Regions from separate parts of the Mus musculus genome. Here region 1 is linked to region 2. Evidence: chromatin contacts called from public Hi-C data. All regions are on one chromosome and are shown on one strand. The core of a region is the stretch at or near the end of the contact, and the rest is flanking DNA. Distances in the headings are between cores, read along the strand shown. Region 1 has its middle 230 kb from the start of Ar. Region 2 has its middle 54 kb from the start of Eda2r.

Evidence for each region. Hi-C and Micro-C count contacts between places; a contact is called where the count stands out from the background.
Region 1: a contact with region 2 is called in a Hi-C map of uterus, with 3 times the contacts expected there. The contact joins two enhancer-like sites. A contact is called at or near these places in 2 of 484 Hi-C or Micro-C datasets (cardiomyocytes and uterus).

What each region holds. Positions count from the first base shown.
Region 1 is chrX:98,379,124-98,381,823 of GRCm38.p6, forward strand. No RefSeq gene overlaps it. Among named protein-coding and RNA genes, the nearest start is that of Ar, 230 kb to the left of the region's middle. Within about 2 kb of position 1,273, at least 27 of the 459 cell types and tissues checked have an H3K27ac peak or open chromatin away from gene starts, as enhancers often do. A contact at or near this core is called in uterus, where this site is marked.
Region 2 is chrX:97,430,102-97,432,801 of GRCm38.p6, forward strand. No RefSeq gene overlaps it. Among named protein-coding and RNA genes, the nearest start is that of Eda2r, 54 kb to the left of the region's middle. Within about 2 kb of position 1,365, at least 60 of the 459 cell types and tissues checked have an H3K27ac peak or open chromatin away from gene starts, as enhancers often do. A contact at or near this core is called in uterus, where this site is marked.

The sequences.
Region 1 (2,700 bases), core at 23-2,522, 950 kb after region 2:
ACCCTCATCCTAGCTATCTGAAAGCCAATATTCTGCTAGCAGCCTTCAGATGAAGATGTAGAACTCTCAGCTCCTCCTTCACCATGCTTATCTGAATGTTGCCAATGATCCTGCCTTAATGATAATTAAGGCTGAAGCTCTGAAACTGTAAGCCAGCCCCAATTAAATGTTGTCCTTTATAAGAATTGTCTTGGTCATGGTTTCTGTTCACAGCAATAAAACCCTAGCTAAGACATACAGCCAATGTGGTAGAAAAAATAGTATTCATATAATAGTGGGTATAGCTATAGTTCCATACATTCTATGGGACATTGCTTCCTTTGGAAGGACATAGAGCTTCATTTGTATAGTCAAGGAATTGGATGTATGCATTTTCTAAGATTCTTCTCTTTCTGGCATTCTATTGGCCACTAATCTAATAACAAAATTGGGATAGTTAGAAAATACTGTAATATTCTCTAATTATTTTTTACTATAATAATTATTATTCTAATTCTGTCATAGCCCAGCATTGAGTATGACCAAGGCCCATTTTTATAAGCCCAAATAAGAGAGGAGTTATGAAGATTGTGCCCAATTAACAGTTAAACTTTGTTGTGGCATATGGAGGTAGATTCCAAGGAAACTTAGTGATCACAGTGAAAAAAAGAAGTAAGCAGATACAATCATAGGGAAAGCACTCTAAGAACTTCTCCAAAACATCCAACCCATCTTACTATCTACATAAACACAGGCACCTACACACACACACACACACACACACACACACACACACACATATATGCACACTCACATGCACACACATAAGTACACACATGCACACACAAAGAGAGACAAAAACAGAGAGGAGGGAAAGAAGGGGGCGAGGAGAGCGAGCCTCTGGAAGACACTATATCCAGCTCCAGCTTACCTCTGACATAACCCTGGGTCCTTACTCTCCAGTTTGAACGCAAACATTTTAAGAATTATGTTTTGTAGTGTAGCATGTCTACTTGATTTTTAGTCCAGCTCTACTCCTGAATAACTGACCTTGGGCACGTCTCTCCCTTCTTAGGGCCTCATCTGTGACTTAAAGTATTGGGTTCTTCTTAACCTTTTGTGGCATCTCAGACTTCTGAGACTCTGATGAAATCTTTGGATGCAGACACCACAATTCAGCATATAATTTTAGGGCAGTCACGGGCCAGTAAACTAAAGATTTCTGCTTGTTGTGCTAAGGATTCTTTCAGCTCTGAGTCTACGGTTCTGCGATCTGGGCATAAGGCCAAGGCCCGCCTGCCCCTTCCGGAGGAAGAGGAGTTGGAATCCACCTTCCAAATATATCCCTTGGCCTGTGCTCCCAGCTACTTTTGGCTTTAATCCATGTCTCTGAGACCATGAGGAGTTCTTGCTACCCCACAAAGCCTGAAACTGAGCAATGAAAACAAAAACAAGGCATTACAGTTTACTTTAAAACCCAGTGCCTGTGAGGTTCCTTTCTACTGCCTCTCGTGCCCAGACTAAAATTAAAGACAGTGGCAGGTGGGCCTCTGATCCAGGCAATAAATGATTCCAGGAGGACTGGCTTGAATTGCTGGCTGGCAAGGCTTGTCTAGACCGTACTGTCCTCTGGTGGCTGTAAGCATATATAGGAACTTAGTTATAGACCATTGGGTTTAATAGAATTATAAGAACAAGGATGAGCTGATTAACACATCCAAGGGAAGTCCCTTAAGGGGAATGGATTTTTTGCTGGAGCTACTACTATAAGGAAAGCTCAGAATGTGGGATGTGGGAAGCAAAGAGGATTGACAGCATTATCAGCATTTTCTGAGATTATACTGAGCAAACTCTAAGGTTTCTTCTTGGAGGCATTATTACTGATTCTAATGAGGTTCATGTCTCCTCTTTTGCAGATTCCTATTATTCTTTACCTATAACCTTGGAAGAGAACACCATATATGGGAATTACTGAAATATTAACCATTATGACAGTGGCATTTTACAGTGACTATCAAGACCTCTTGGTACATTTTCTTTAAAAAGGCCTCTTTCTTCAGTGCCTAAGACAAACCCATATCTTGTTTTGTTTTCATTCCTACATATTGAACTGCCTCCTGAGCACCAAATACCTAGGCAACTCAGTTTTTTTCCCCACATTTAATGTAACCTAACTTAGCAGTTTCCCTTCATAACCTATTTGCATCATCTTGAAGCCCTTAAGACTCAAATGGCAGCAACTTAAATAAAATTAACTAACTTGTGATTTTTAAAAATCCTTCTCTTTCACAAATATTCTGAAGATGGTACATTCTGGTGTTGCTCGAATCAGTGACTCAATAGATAGCAAGGATTGAAGTTAAATCTCATTAGCATGCCAACAGGTGAGTACAAGGGTGCCAAGCATCAAATGTTCATACCACGATACTCAAAGCCTGACAGAGAAATTGTTGCTTTTCATCCTATTTTTAGGTAAAGTGAAATCTCAGAAGCTCTTCAAAGGACTTTCTCTCATAATTCATGAGTAAGAATTGTGCCATAGTATTTAGCAGTTGGACCTAGTATATAGCAGGGTAAAACAAAACAAAACAAAACAAGATAACCTGTATATGATCCTTAATTTGGTACAGGAATGTAGAGGCAGACAAGGCAGTATGGCATGGTATCTTCAAAAAAATGTCTTGAGACTCAGAGTCACTCCTCATTTCTGTTCAGTTATTC
Region 2 (2,700 bases), core at 115-2,614:
CTAGTGCCTGGCAAATACATACAAGGATGCTCACAGTCATCTATAGGATGGAACACAGGGCCCCCAGTGGAGAAGCTAGAGAAAGTACTCAAGGAGCTAAAGGGATCTGCAACCCTATAGGTGGAACAACAATATAAACTAACCAGTACCCCCAGAGCTCGTGTCTCTAGCTGCATATGTAGCAGAAGATGGCCTAGTCGGCCATCACTGGGAAGAGAGGCCCCTTGGTCTTGCAAACTGTATATGCCCCAGTACAGGGGAATGCCAGGGCGAAGAAGTGGGAGTGGGTGGGTTGGGGAGCAGGGTGGGGGGAGGATATAGGGGACTTTTGGGATAGCATTTGAAATGTAAATGAAGAAAATATCTAATAAAAATTTTAAAAAAGAAATTTTAGCTCTAAAAAAAAAGAGAATTCTCAGTATTTACAAAGCACATGGTAATGAAGTTTTCTTCCGTAAATATACTGGATTCTTCTAAGATATATTTTGCTTCTTGTAACACATGTTTAAGCTAAGACTGGGTACAGTACCATATGGGATATCATTTTTCAACTGTAAAATGAAATCCAGAATCAGAATTTGGGCTTAAATCATCAATATAAGGATTTTATAGCAGTCAATTATGGTAAGGGTTTTTTGTACTTTTTAAAAAAATTTCTAGTGTCTCATTTTGTCATTAACTTGACTGCATGATCTTGTTCAAGTAATTTAGTCTGTCTATCTCATATTCCTTTAAGTGCAAACACGTTTCATACAATTGTATTTAACATCAAAGGAGATAATGGATTTTGAGTCTTTATATCAGCATGATGTATTAAAATGTTGCCAAGGCTTACTGAACTCTTGGGGAAGCCTAGACTCATTTCCATCAGCTATTTCATTAATGCTGCTAGTAAGCCCATTTTATGGATGAGGCAGGTGTGTCAGAGACAAGCTGGGAACATTGCCTGGGATTTCAAGCTAGGAACAAGCCTAGTAAATATTACAAAGAGAGTTTGGCTCTAGAATTCTGAAAAGCAATTACAGTGTCCTATCAATGGCCCAGGGTTCTGTCTTCTAATGCAAGCACTTACCAAACAAATGCTTTGTGAAAATCTAATGAAAGGTAAAGACATTCCCTTCCCAAAAGTGCACAAATTTACATGTGTATGTGTTTATATACTGTTCTCTACACCACTGCCTAAAATCTTTGTAGTGTAGGTTATTCTGGAAACTCTGAAGAAAATAATAATAAAAGAAATAGCTCCAAAGATTAATTCCATCATTGAAAACTTGGAACACAGCCTTAAACTCTAATAAAGCAGTCCAGTTCTAGAAATTTCAGAGAAGCTGAGGCCCTCTTGTTACCCTCTATCTCCACCTGCTGGACTGCTGCTCTGTAATGACAACAGCTTTATTCTTAATGTTTACGGACATCTACTTGTCCAAAAACATGAGCTTATACTCTCCTGCGGGCTGCCAACCCAAACCAGAGGTTAAGGTCTTTGCCAATCCCCTCAATGCTGTTACTAGCAACCCTGTTATGTCTGTGGTGCAGGGTCCTTGCCACTTTAGCTTTGAATCCGAAACTGCGTCACAAGAATTTAGGAAAATAGACATAAGAATTCAGCAGAGGGCGCTGGAGTACACATTTCTCTGAGGTCCTAACCATATACTGTCAGACGTTGTGTTTTCTTCATATACAGTATATATTTCTGTAATATGCACTTCCTCAAGTTATTCATTTTACTATTAATTTTTGGGTGGATTTCAAAATCGTAAAATGGGGAGGGGCAAAAACAGAGCCCTTTGTGGCCCAGCTTAAGATATTTTCTTCTAATTCTAAGGTGTCATGCTCTTCTCTGTACTCTTTTCGATTACTTTCCAATTTAAAAACCTCAAGTTGTTATCAAAAACCTGACCATAAATCTAATCAAATTTTTGTCAGATATGAAGCATAGTCACAGTTTTATTTGTCATTTGACAGCCTTAAAGACCCCCTTGCCCATGTGAAACAAGTCAGATCATCTGTTTTACACTAATTGTTTGCACAGTCTGTTCTCTTCCTTAATGTGCTATATTCCTGCACTCTTCTAAGTAGCACACAACTCAGATAGCATGGCTCCTAGCACTAATCTAGAAGGGGTAAGATTTTAAACATTGTAACAAGCCAGGCAGTGGTGGCCCACGCCTTTAATTCTAGCATTTAGGAGGCAGAGCCAGGTGGATTTCTGAGTTCAAGGCCAGCGTGGTCTAGAGAGTGAGTTCTAGGACAGCCAGGGCTATACAGAGAAATCCTGTCTCCAAAAAACAAACAAACAAAACAAAACAAAACAAAAAAGTAACAACATTGTCAACTTTTGTTATTGATGATGTATTTGTTGTCTTTTCCCTCAGTATCTGCTATGCACTCAGAGAAAAGAAAACATGTTCAAATCTCCAGTTTCTGTAGTGCTACATGCCATTTTGTATGTACTCAGCAAATTTCTCTTATGATGTTAGAGATTGAGCCTATTGCCTTGCACATGCTCAACAAATAAATGCTCTTCCACTGAGATATTCCCACCAATTACAACTGCTTAGTTTGAGAAATACTCTCCAAGTTTCGTGGACTGATTTTGAGTTCTCTATTGCAGCCTAAGCAGGCCTTGAACTCACAATTCTCTTACTGCAACCTCCACAAAACTGGGAATACATGCATGTACCACCAGGGCTAGCATTG